Linked DNA regions of Anas platyrhynchos: region 1 is linked to region 2. A link is a contact called in public Hi-C data. All regions are on one chromosome and are shown on one strand. The core of a region is the stretch at or near the end of the contact, and the rest is flanking DNA. Distances in the headings are between cores, read along the strand shown.

Region 1 (6,525 bases), core at 48-2,547, 93 kb after region 2:
TCCCACAGGTAGTTAGTTCATCCATTCCTATACCATCCTTGTGGTTGCAGAACGCTCGTGTCTGCTCAGGAAGAGCAATAACCTGACCATCTATAGCAGATGGGGCCTGCAGACTGGGGAAATAATTGGCAGCATGTCCTAGGAACAGCCTAGGATCCAGAATGATCCCAAGACCCAAGTGCAGCCAGGCTAACCAGCCCTGCTCTGGCTGCCTTCCCCCTTTGTCTAGGCTAGTAGACATCAAGGAGATGGCAAGCAGCCCTCTTATACTTCATACTTACAGTGCGTTCCCCCCCCCATATAAAGCACATCATAAAATAAATGTGTAGTATTTTTATCTATGTACCTTAAAAAAAGAAGGTACAATACTGTTTTGAATTGTCATTTTAATGCTAACGGCTGTTCTTCCATAGTGTATGTGGGGAAACTGATGACAAAGGATAAATGTCTCACCTTTATGAGAGTTTTGAGGGGGCAGTTTCTGTCCTTACCACATCCAGACAACCCAATTTAAGTTACTAGTACTGCACAAATGTAAGTCTGGGTAGAATTTTATCAGCAATTTATAAATGATCTTATATAGTGCTGGAGTCTGCAGCTGTGTTGTCCTGATATTTAGCTGCTCTATAGTGAGCCTCTGACTCCAATATGAATAAATATACCAGTGACAGAATACACAAGCAGGACAATTCTCAAGGGGGCTGCAAATGGATCATCTATTTGGCTATTACTCTTTTTTGATCATTCAGATGTCCTTTATTTGGAGCAAAGGATTTGCTGGGGGAGGGGATACAGAAGAACCTGATGAAAATACCATCAAGGTATACCTAAACTTGGATTTTCAAAACGACTGATACAAGATAATTAAACTCACCTCACTGCAACAAATTAGGCTTGTGAAGAGCAAATGTGAATATATTTGTGGCAGAAACAAAATAAAACCATTATGAAGAAGACTATGGATACTGCAGTGTTTTTCTGGAATTTCTGGATATAGGGACCAATCTTGCTTCTACAGACCAAAGGGAACAGTGCACACCTTCTCAATACCTGATTGTTACAGCTCAGTCCTATACACTGGCATTGTGAACTAATTCTATACATGGAGAAGGAAAACACAGGACATGCCTAACTGTGAACTGCACACAATCACGTACCATGTATCCTTTGTCCTCAAGTCTGCCTACATAGTGAACTGGCTGTGATCCAGAAGACACTTTAGTAATGCTGGGGATGGGGTGAGGATGGATTCTGCTGTTCCCAGGCCTCCAGCGAGTCACACCTCTTAACTGAGCTGAGACAGCAGGTCTGTGTTATGCCAAGCAAGACGATGAATAGAGCTGATGCAACAGCTGTCCATACCTAACCACGTCTATTCGCAAAACCAGAAGCCTGTACTGGGCCAAAGAAGGAAAAACTGCCTTAAATTTACCTGTTTTCCTGCCACACGAGTGAGTTTTTAAAATCTAACAGAAGTTATTCCAGTTTCATGCCAGCATATGCTTTCAGAAAACAAAGGTTGAGTGAAACTTGAAATTTAATATTACCTTGTTTGCATAAGCAAATGGATGATTTACATTCAGATCAATGGAAAGAACAATGAGTTTTTTCAGAAGTCCCTGACTTTAATGATCAGGATGGAATTAAAACAAAACAAAACAAAAAAAAAAAGGAGAATTTCTTTGTTTGCTTCAGCCAAAGTAGTCCTGCTAGGTCAGAGTTACAGCTTCACTGATGAATCAAGACACAGAGAAGTCAGGACTAAATGCAAATCAAGTTTCACCAAAGGGAAAAATGAACGTTTGAACTGAGAAATGAAAAGTACAGATCAAATAAAATTGAGATCCCTCTTTCTCACCACTGGACAAGTCTTGGACAAGACAAATGACAAAACTATAATTCTTTCAGATTTCTCAAAATAAAGATGTAGACAAAAAGTATTCCATAGTTTCATTTAAATGAATCCAACAATTGTGTCGTCTAGGGCAGCATTCAACTCACGGCGTTTAACTGAAATCAAGGGATTAGTCTCCACTATTATACTATAACAAACAGGATAGGTTAATAGCTGTCATTGCCATTTCTAAATGGAGTACTGTATCATAACACATTGTTAGAAATGACAGGCACACATCCCTATTACAGAACTTCTGTAACCTCACACAATAATAGCAATGATGTTTGGATTTTTGCAGAACTTAAAAGATTTTAGTAGAGTCAGTGTTTAGATTTGGTAAGGGAAAGGAAAGAAAAAAACAGAAGTGTTTCTTCTTCGTTTTAATTTAGTGTTGTTTCCTACACAACTCTTACAACTTTTTTGACATATGAGAAATGCCTGGGGGAGGCCAGTCTGTCAGCAAAACAGTCAGGAAAAATTATTTATGGAAAGAACAGAGGTATGGAGGTTTTTTGTCTGTGTGTTTTGTTATTGTTGGTTTTTTAAGACATTTACTCCTTTTTGAGAACAAAAGGAAAGTCAACTATGGACTATGAGCCTTTCTTGATCTCCCCCCTTGTTAGAACAAAACTGTCCCAAAGAATTAGGACTCTCAACACTCAGAATAGAATTGGAAATTGCCATAATGTGTCTCCCATAGTTTCCTACAATATATTATATGCTTGCTTAGGGGCTAACTATTTCTGAACTTTCTCCTGTGCAATAAATAGTTCCCAAATAAAACAGACTGGTGTTCACTGGAGGTCTGTGTGATTCAGCCTCAAACCCACCTCCAACTGCAAGCACAGACCTGAATTGTGCTGTCAGACTTTGCACCAGAATTACACATCAGTGCTCTTAATAATGGCTATTCTTCTTTTCAATATCTTGCAAATGTTTTTGAAAGAGTAGAATTCTTTTCTGCCTAATTTTACTGCCAGGCTTTTTTCCTATAAAACAAGTGAAGGAATCACAGAACAAGTATGATATGGACCGCAAAATTATTGTATGATGTATCAAAATGTCACAACCAAAATTACATTTCCTGTCCTTTTTTCTTATGGCGCTCATCAAATGAGCCTTGGCCAATAAATCCACCTCTCTGCAATCTCATACTATATGATGAAGTTAAAAATAATAATAAAAAAAAGAGCTTTTTTTTTTTTTTTTCAAAGCTCCTAAGTAGGTATGCAGAAATTGTCCAGATACTCAGCTCCATGCCATTTTTCTTGTAAACCTACATAAATGGCTCATGCACAAGTTCTATGAGTCGCCATAACTTCCCTCACCATGCTACTTGAAGGGAAAATGTCAATGCAAAACATATTCACAATTTATTTACATTTAAATCTATGTGTTAGTGGCACCTGTATGAAAACACCAATAGCTATCTCAATTGGAAGTGCACCTACTGCTAATAGTACAAAGTACAGGCAGCTTTGTTACGTTCTCGTCTATTCTCTTTCTCAATCTATCTTTGTCACTCACACCGTATAAACGCTTCTGGTTTCACACATCTCTTGCAGCATACTAATTGTTTCAAATGGTTTTATCCATGGATAAGTGAAGATAAAATTTTAATGATTTAATTACCAAGCTACAGGAAAAAAAAAATAATGATCAAAGGCGGGTGCTTTTAGTATGCTTTTCTCTCATGTTACATTAGAGCCACAGTACAATGCAACGTTGAATATCACTCTTCCCAGCATACTCAACAACAGAGAACTTAGTCCACACCACACCAGAAGGCTGAGTGAATTATGCCAGTTGTTAGTTGCATGTCATGAAGGATGCTTCCTCAAAGAAGGTATCTTAAAAAAGTCAACTGTAATTTCACTCCCTAAGCTTTGAAATCAACTGGGCAATCCAAATACTATTTTTCTAAAGGATGAAAACCAGTTCATTTTTAGCATTTCCTCATCACTTTGCATTTCTCTTGTCAGTTGGCTGCTTTACCCTCCCAGACCTCTGTGTTCAGGTTTAGTAGAGATAAGATTCTGTTGTTCTGTATTACACATTTGAAAAGAAAAAGCTAATTGCTCTGTTTGAATAACTTATTACAATTTGGACTTGATTCTTTTGCTTTTCTCCCCAACAAGATTAGCCTATTATGAAAATCACCACCCAGGCACTACATATCATTGACACAGAGCACAATATAAAGACTGTTTGAGCCTGCCTCTGGGATGCAGCCATTCTAATCCTGCCACTTGGCTCTCATCTCCTAAATGTGAAGAAGTTGGTTAAAATTTTCTATTTCATGTGATGCGCTATGCTCTAATACACATACTGAATATCAAAAACTAGTACGTAAGGAGATGAAAGGGAGTCCGGATTGTTCACTCATTATAAAACATCATTCATTCAAAGACGTTAAATACATCAATAGGCAGCTTTACTCCCTCAGCACAATTCAGAAGGATCAACGATACATGCTAGCTCCTGCTTTAAGAATTAGAGACGAGGCCAGAGCAGGAGGGCAAAGAAAACACACATTTAGCTGCAATTAGAATTCCAGTCCGTTGTAACATAATCATTGTTTTAGTTCACCAAATTTGCAGTTGGCAGCGATCTTGCTCTGTCAGCCATCACTGAGCCTGCTTTGGAAAGACCAATAGTTGTGTTCACAATCAGCTCTTGGCAAAAGTGGTCGCCACGCAGTCACTCAAAGCAACGTGATATCTATATTCTCATCTCATTATCATTATTCTTCTCAGCCAGGATCCCCAGTAAGAAGACAGAGCTGGCCAAGTTCTACAGAAGGCTGTGTGCACAGGATAATAAAGCTGTGAAAGCTACATGCAAAAGGAGGGTACAAAACTAATGTGCCATGAAAAAGGTAAATAATTGATAAGGGAGGTGGTGGAGAAACTGAGGAATTCATCCCAGTCTTGGAAATACTGTGTAGCATGCAACTCTAACACTTGTTGGTAGTATAAAGTGTTTTTTCAATATTCTGGTTCTCATAAAAGCCAGCACCTCAAAATGCAAGCACCACTAAAACTTTTAATCTGCAAATCTCCTGAAGCAACGGTTCAGTTTCATATGTGGTGGTGAAACTGTTATAAATCACTGTGGACAGCCAACATCACTACATCAATGAGTGGCAATGAAAGTGTGGTAGATGAACCTGGCAAGGTAAGTGGCAGGGAGCAACTGTAGAACTGTTGTAGAGCAACACTTGAGTCAGGTCTATGTGTTCAACTTAAAAATTCAGACCTGTGTTTTTCAGTCCTTAGGTAAGAAACAAATTACATGAGTTGTACATATCACAGTTCCATTTACTAAGCATCTCTGTGCTACTCATTTCATATAACACGCTTTTCATACGATTTCATAGAATCTTAGAATATCCCAAGTTGGAAGGGACCCACAAAGATCATTGAGTCCAACTCCTGAGCCCCCAAAGGACCACCCAAAAATCAGATCACATGTCTGAGAGCATTATCCAAACACTTCTTGGATACCAGATTTACATTAAGGAAGTAAAATTCCTTAACGTAAATCTAGCTAACCAAAGATGACCTATGTTATTTCAAAACATTCGAATGTAACTTGCTCAATAAAAGAATGTTTGGAAGACAGAACAGCAGAGAATCTGAGCTATTCACTTACTAAAAAGCATCATCCATTCACAGCTGATATTTTCCAGCTGATCTATTTCATTTTGCTTTCTCTGGGAAAAATAAAAACAAAACCAACCATCAAGCAAAAAATACACCAAAAACAGAGCCAAGGAAATCAACAATTTTGAGCTACACTGAAAGCACATATGGAGAGTTCAGTCCCTGGTCTATCACATTGAAGAAAAAAAATACCGCTTATGTCCTTTCCAATTAGGCTTTATAGATTTTTCGTACTTAACCACAATCACCCAAAAGACATGCAATGGATAGCATACCCATAGGTTCCTGGTAAAACTATGCAGCACTCTTTCACCATCATGAAAACTGTAGGAAAACTTGTCATGCAAATGTATCATTAACACTTTAGTTAAAATTATCAGAGGCTTCCAGTAAGCAATGGTTTTTCCTAAGTCAGCTTTTGTTGCCTGGCATCTTTGCAAATGCCTACAAATGTCTTCATAAGTTCCTGATAAAGAGTACTTAAGGAGGAAGAAGCAACAGTAGTTTCTGAGATCTCACAGCATTTTCAAGCATTCACATTTCCAGGGAAAATGAAGAGATTAGTTTCAACTCTTTCTCAAGCAGAAAATTGTCATTAGTGAGACAAATAGTCACCAGACTCAGCCAGGACACAGAAGCTCCAGGTTAGAATTACCATTGTAATTTGTTGCCTAGGTGGTCACTTGTTAACACCTTACTTGGACAGAAGGAAGTCTTCTAAGGTCAGAAATATCTCAGAAAACAAACACAAAAAAAATTCTACTAGAGGTTCTCACATTGGTTCAACTGTAATAAAAAGTCTATACAAATTATAAACCCTGGATAATTTAACTGTAAAAGTTTCCTGGAGGCAGAGACTTGTAAGATAAATTTTTAGCCTGACAGCAATTTCCACTTTACACATTTTGAAAACAAATGTGGCAATGTTGCAGTTTGTGGAGAACAAATTATGTCTTAGAAGCC
Region 2 (7,245 bases), core at 2,116-4,615:
TTACTCCATTTTAGCAGTTTGTTTCTAACTAGGGTTTCCCAAGGAGGAGGGGAGGAGAAATGGAGAGAAAGGAGCAAGGAAAGCTGAAAACTCAAAGTCGAAGCCGACAATAATGTCAATTCACACTTAGCACCATTATTTCCAGAGAGGTTTCGGGTTCTGTTCGCTCAATCAGTTCCTTTGGTTTCCAAGAGCCATGTAGACTGCTGAAATACTACTGCAATAAGCACTTTAGAAATATCAAGTACTGCTGAGAGACTAGTAATCCTCTCTCCTTCAGACAGAAGTTTAGTCATGGTTGGAAAACGAAAATTGACCATTTAATCCCGGAGATTTACACTGCATTTCTATCTCAGATCTCAGCGCTGTAGGAGCTTAACAGAACCATTACTTGATGACGCTGAGAACTGAATAGAAAAAGGGGTAAGGTTGCTGCAGCTGTACTCCGCAACGTCCAACAGATTTATATGCTGTTCTACACGACCATTTACATTTCAAGTGGTCCACATATCGTGTTAAATTAAAAATTGATCTTAAACCCCTTCTTGTAAGTTAGCTACACAGTGATCTCCGCTCCACTTAGTGTTAATGGATGATCGCTCGAGTCTGAACTTCCTGAAACACGGGAAATAACTTGTAGTCTAAACACTGCTATAGAAAGAATAGCAATCAGATTCACTTGACAATTTACATTGTCCGAGAAGCAAAATTAGTTTACTTAAAACATTTTATGGTTTTCCACAGAACCGTAATACAAGAAAGCGTTACACTACGCTAAATTTCCCTGACAACATCACTGTTTTAAGAGCCCCCTAAATCTGTCTTGGTACTTTTCTTCTTCCTGATGATTGCAGCAGAATTTCAAGGTGTTATCAGGATTCTTTCAGATGGGTAAGAAACAAACAGAACATCTACTGCCTTCTCCCCAGTCCAGTCTCAGACCTTCCCATCAGAAAACATTTTGTTTCCTCTGTTTGCTCTTTCCCCTGCTGCATGCTCTTTCCGTAGCAGCTATTCCCAAGCCACTCCCCAAAACTATGGATGAAATACAAACTGTATTTTTACACAAGCGCCATCTCTGTCATCCAGAGAAACAAAAAAGCAGAAGTTCAACGGACACTGTACACGTACCTACAAGGGTGCCATACCCTAACACTCCCAAACCATGATCTGCAATGCCAAAAGGGCTTTCATTAAACCCTGTTATCTCCCTTTAATAATACCTCCATGTTTTACTTTGATGATTGGGAGGCTTAAAAGAGGTGTTCAGCTGACAACGCTCCATGAAGTGCTGTAACTACTGGTCTTGAAATCAGAACACCAGCCAGCTACCTTGAGGACCCGGATTCCACAGATTTGCCCAAAGCCATCCAGCAGACAAGTGCTTCAAGTGTGTCACTCAGCTTCCCCAAGATGATGGAGACACTTTCCTTTCCTAGGCACAATAAATTCTACTGCTGAAAGCTGTATACTTTCTTTATACATAAAATATTATAGTATTTTAACCATAAATAGTATTGCTTCTATAACTTAAAGAAGAAAGTCTCATCAAGTTGTTGTTTCCACAGATCTCTACCTTAAAAGCTTCTGTTACTACTTTAAAATAGTAGTACCACTAAATATACCAGTGACAGTGCCAAAATAAGCATCGTCCTCTATGATAAGAATCCTTGCTTCTAGTTATACAAATAAAAAACTTGTAACAACGCTTTTTTTCCACCTAAATTCAATCAAAGAAAGGCTTCTGAACTTCGACTTCCTTGCAGTTAATGGGCCTGTAACTCATGTATGTGCTCATGTAATAAACAGCATGCTCCAAAACTGGACCAAAAAAGTAAAGGAAAAGAAAATCAGCCAACAACGTTCTGGTTCACTAACAGAAGTTAAAGCTTCTTGACAGGGTACTGGAATTCTTAATAACCAAGAATCACTGTGTATGCGTGCACTTATTAAGGGCGTATAAGCTTCTATTCAAAACAAATCTGGAAATTCAGAAGTCACTCTTGTCATCCTTAACTTAGACAGTTGCCTTCACTCAAGTTTTCTATGAGGTATTAGAGTGCCTCACAAATCCATGTCCATAAAAGAATGGAAACAATCCTACAAGAAAGCCTAAGCAGTTAAGTAGCCGTCTCTAGTCTTTTAGAGAGATTATGACGATTACAAGAGAGTTATTCATAAGTAATGTATTCACACATCTTCAATGATATTCTGGAACACAACCCCTTCTACCTGAACAGGGCATCAGAGCTGGTTCCCCAGAAGGGCACAGCAGTTGTCAGGGATAATTTCCCTTCATTGTCTGAAGACCAAGAGCTCAACTTGCCAGCTCTGCCAGTAGCCTTTACCTTCTCCAGTCACTAAAGAAATGTACCGCCAGCACTAAGAGCACAAGCACCAAACAATAACCTTTTTGCAAAGGCACCGAAACGAAGTTATTTTGATGTCTGAGCTACACTCGGTGACACCCCACAGCACCCAGCTTGAAGGACCTATGTCCCACAGACAGTTTCAGCCACAGCACACGCACCGGGACCGTGTTTCACCTCACCCCGGGGTGCACAGAGACCCCTCCTCGCTCCTCCAAACCCTGAAGCCCCTCCAACTTTTCCCCCGACTCCTTTTCGGCGAGGCCCTGGGGAGGGGGGGGGCGATCCGGGAGCCGCTCTCCGCGGGCACACAAAGGGCAGCGCCTCGCCAGGCACCTGCCCCCCGCGTCTCGCCCCTCACCTTGAGGATGTTCTCGTAGATGGTGGCCCGGAACTCCAGCAGCGCCTTCTGGTCGAACTCGCGGCCGTGGATGATCCGCATCTGCTTGAGGAAGGTGGACTTGCCGCTCTCGCCGGCCCCCAGCAGCAGGATCTTGACGAGGCGCCTCACCGCCCGCCTCTCGCGGGCCAGCATCGCGTCGATCTCCCGGCTCCTCCGCCTCGCCTCCCGCTCCGCATCGCGGCTCCGCTCCTTGCCCTCTCTCCGTGCCTGCTCCGGGCCTCGGCCCGGGGCCTCGGCGGGCAGCAGGCAGCGGCTGAGGGTGCGCACCACGCCGGACATGGCGGCGGAGGGGGACGAAGGAGGGGAGGGAGGGAGGGGAGGGAGGGAGCCGCCTCACGGCGCCGCGCCGAGCCCCGGCTGCGCGGCCAGCATCGGGCGGAGGCCGCCGAGACGACGACGACGACGACGAGGAGGAGGAGGAGGTGGAAGGGGGGCGGTGGCGGCGGGGCGCGGCCCGCAGGCCCGGGGAGGGGGCTCCGGCGGCTCGCTCCGAGCCGTGGGGGCGCCCAGGGGCCCGGGCAGCCGCCCCCCGAGCGCCGCGGCCCGGCCTCAGCCCCGCGGCCGCTGAGGGGGTGCAGGGAGGGGAGGGGAGGGGTTGGGGGGGGGGGTGTCAGGGAGCCCCCCGGTGGCTTCAGGCGGCCGGCGGAGGGAGGGGCTCCGCCCCGCCGACGCCGCGCCTGGTTGGGCGAGGGAAGCGTCGCTCAAAGGGTTCTCGGCTCTGATTGGATAAAAGCGCCGTGAGGGGACGGGGGTGCGAGGGGGAGAGGGCGGGGGAGGGAGGGGCAGGGCGGGGGAGGGGGAGGAGCCTCGCGGAGGGAGGCGGGGCAAAGCGAGGGAGGGCCAATGGCGGGCGTGGGGCGGAGCGCGGTGGTGGAGGAGGGGGCGTGGCCTGCGCCGGGCTGGGGGGAGAGGGGCGGTCGGCCGAAGGGGGCGTGGCGAAGGGGTGTGACGTCAGACCGCGACTCCAGGGTGTGACGTCAGGTCGTGACGTCACGTTGCAGCCCCGGCGGCCGGGCCGTGAGGGGCCCCACGGCCTGCTGCAGGCCTGTCCTGTGCTTATTGCTTTGTTTCTGCTTCTGATAGTCTGTGTCATAAATACCTCATCCAGCTCCAGCTGTTTTGTGCTCCCCAGGCCTTTACCAAGCGCTGGGGAAGGCCTAGGCAAAAGAGACGAAAATAAACAAAAACCCTCCCTGGGAGTGCCCACTCTGAGTGTTAATCACACCGAGGTGCTGTTGTCAGCTTCCCCAAAGAGCAAATCTTTTTCTCCTTGCCAAGAGAGAGAACTGAAAAACACCTTTAGGCATTGCAGTAGTCAGGAGAACAACACAAAGCCACGAGCCATTCACTACAACACACAATATGTCTTGAAAAAGCTGTTTCCTCTCGCAGGATCTTGCTCTCTGACTGCACTTTGAGGCAGCACAGCTCATTCCACCCTAAAACACTGCTGCAATTCACCACATTCCCCGCTGGAGGTCGTCATTGCCCCAGAAGAAGCCAGCCAGAGCAGGACGATGCAAACAAACCAGCCCCCAAATCCCCCATGCTCTCAGGCCTGATTTTCAGAGCAGCTGAGCACTCAGGACTCCCGCTGGAATCCACAGAGCCTGAGCTGCCTGAAAATCAGACCCTATGTAACTGTGAAGTGCCCAGATTGGTATTTTCTGATTAGCTCCCTTACTCCTGCCCCACTAGCTTTGTCTGCGCACTGCTTGAGGTCCTCTTCAGACTTCTGAGCTTCTGAAAGTATTTGGCAGAGAATTCAAACAACTGTGAAGTGCAACTCCCGTGATAGGCCTGCCTCGTCTGTAAGTGAGAGCGAAATTATGGTATACAATAACCTCATCAGACAAATCAGCTACCATATGTCCTTAGTTCTCTATGCATCCATCCATGAAAGCAGCTTTCAATAGCTCACATCTAATTGTCAAAAGGAAAAGGTCCACCCCTCCCTCTTTCCCCCGCAGCACTGTTGTTGCTCATCTAATCATTCAGAAGCTGCTCTAAAAACAGGACAAAACAATTTTGTTTACTACTGCGGAGCTGCAGCAGTACGCTTTCTGTTACCCTGCTGAGGGACTGGGCAGAACCTCACAAATGCATGTGGTGATCCCTGCTGATGTTTCTGCAGATATTTTGTGATGAGCGTAAGCAGTAGGTGTAAGCATCCATGTAAAAGCTTATAAGAGAGAGGTCTGTACTCAGTCTCTACAGCTTCCCTTTCTCCATTTCCTTATCATTTACTAGTTTCATGTTTCAAAATTCCAAGTTCACCTCCCTCTTTTGGGCTTGTACTGTTTTTTGTACACCTGCTTCTATTTCTCCCTCCTTCAACTCCCATGGATGTAAAGAAAGAAAAAAGGAGACTGAAAGATGGAATAGAGGAGAGGAGGCTAGAAAGAGGCAGTGAGGGCAACATGATTTCCATTTCCCTTGTTGGCTACAGACTTTTAATGAGCAGGAAAATGAATATGAATTATGATCGGGAAAATTGGGAGCTCTTGCAGCACAAAATTCTGTGCCCCCGGGGTCTGCAAACAGACGGCAGAAGATCAAGGCTGAAAAGTTGTATGGGACTTGGAGAAGCTGTTGGATTGCTTGTACATACAGACCTTACTGCAGCTGGGCATGACATCTGGTCAGCTCAGGCGGATGAGCAAGAAGTTATGGAAGTAGCCCTGATATTGAACACCAGTCTGTAAATCCTGTGATTTCTGTGACTTCTTCAGAAAGTTCATACGAGGCTATGGCCTCACTGATGAATGTCAGCACGAAGTACAGGGAATGAGGAAGGCTGAGGTGCCTGAACTTGGTTCTCTCTGTGTTTCAAGTGTCACTTATTTCTGCTTGGGTTGAGCACAGAGGGGATATATGGATTAAGCCCTTGAAAGCATGAAGAGCTATCTTTCTAGTGTCTTGAAGCCCATAGTTGACCAACCCCAAATTCTTCCTCAGCCCCCTGGATGATGGCCCATTCTTCATCCAGCCTGCTGTGACCCATGCCTTAAAGACTATATTCTGTGCTCTGAAAGTATGACACAGTATGAAGGTGGTACTACTACAAAACTGAATGTTAGTCCATACCTGAGACACTGCTCTTGTCTTCCTGAGCACTACCAGACACTGTCACTGCCAGGAAAAATATTTTGCTCAGTGAAACTGGAAAGCAAAGCAAACAACAATGAGGCTATGCCTACCAGCTTGCAGTACAGCACCATGCAGCAATATTAGAGCTAGCTCGAATGCAATTTAAACTTCAGAGTTTAGGCACGAAACTGGCAATCTTTAGACAACAGCAAGATAAAGTATGCACTAATGGAATCACCTGAGCTGATATATCACCCACCTTGTCCTTTCTCACCACTGTGCTAGATGAGCGAACTGAGTCAAAATACTGAACTGTTGTTACCACAGGGCAGAAGTACTCCCAGCTTAGCCGGACTTGTTAAAAGATGTTGGGGCCCTTGAATTGCTCGTTGTGCATTCAGACAGCAAAGCTTGTAGATCTTAAAAAGATTTATGATCTAAGCTCCTTTTGCTTCTACTCCATTGTTGAGATCGTGACTCTGCCTATCTGAGGAGGTGCAGGAGTTTATATGCACTTCAAGCCCTTACCTAAGCTGGTAGATTTGTAATGTTAAAAGAGCTATATTCTGCTTACTGCATTCTCAGGGGTTTTATGCAGCTTTTTCAATGGCCACCTCTCTGCACACTCCCCACAGCAGCATGAAAAAAATAGAAAAACTGAATAATGTTCTCCTGTGGAGGAATAAAACAAAAACAGTTCAAATAAATCAACTATTTTCTAGTAACCTCATTAAGAATATGGGAACCTTCCAGGACTAATACAGTAGTGTTTTGCTATGGGTACTGACACCTTAGCTGGATGTTTTCTGCAAGTCTTTATGATCTCTATTGTAATTTGCTCTTTTTCAGCAGTCCCAGTTCTTTGAAGTGATTGCAGTCTCAACTCCCATCAAGTCAAAGAAAACTGAAGTAGTTTGGCATCTCTCAAAAAATACATTTAAAAGGGAATTTGTTTCTCAGTATTTGCATTGTCCCTTTTAACATTGCTTTAATATACAGTTGTTTTGTACATGCATTTGTTTTTTTGACCCAGATTTGCCTAAACTTCTTGAGCTTCTAAGCATTAACATCAAGATATTGCAAACAGGCCTAGAAAAAGAACATGAAAACCATAAACAGCCTCATAATGGTATGACTGGAAGAAGAATGGAGGACCAAACAGTGTTTTCAAATTATAATTGTTTGATATCAGAGTATTCTGATTTTTAATTATATTTTCTTTTCCCTTTGCTATCTCTGCAGGCAGGGAGGCTGCAGAAGGTTTCGTTCATGCTTCTTGTGGGTTTGCAAACATGGATTCTCTCACAATTGCCCAGCCCAGATACCAACAGGCAGTAAAAATGCCAAAATATGCTGTGAGGCAAAGTATGCCTGCTTCTTTTA

The links. Hi-C and Micro-C count contacts between places; a contact is called where the count stands out from the background.
Region 1: a Hi-C map of skeletal muscle shows a contact between it and region 2, with 3 times the contacts expected there. The contact joins the enhancer-like site here to the promoter of GNA12 in region 2. A contact is called at or near these places in 3 of 8 Hi-C or Micro-C datasets (liver, skeletal muscle and subcutaneous adipose tissue).

Annotation. Positions count from the first base shown.
Region 1 is chr15:15,614,139-15,620,663 of IASCAAS_PekinDuck_T2T, forward strand. No RefSeq gene overlaps it. Among named protein-coding and RNA genes, the nearest start is that of SDK1, 31 kb to the right of the region's middle. Within about 2 kb of position 1,298, at least 1 of the 8 cell types and tissues checked has an H3K27ac peak or open chromatin away from gene starts, as enhancers often do.
Region 2 is chr15:15,518,833-15,526,077 of IASCAAS_PekinDuck_T2T, forward strand. GNA12 (G protein subunit alpha 12) reads right to left here and starts at 3,366. Exons shown (of 4, transcript XM_005020110.6): 1 at 2,731-3,366. The coding sequence starts at 3,051.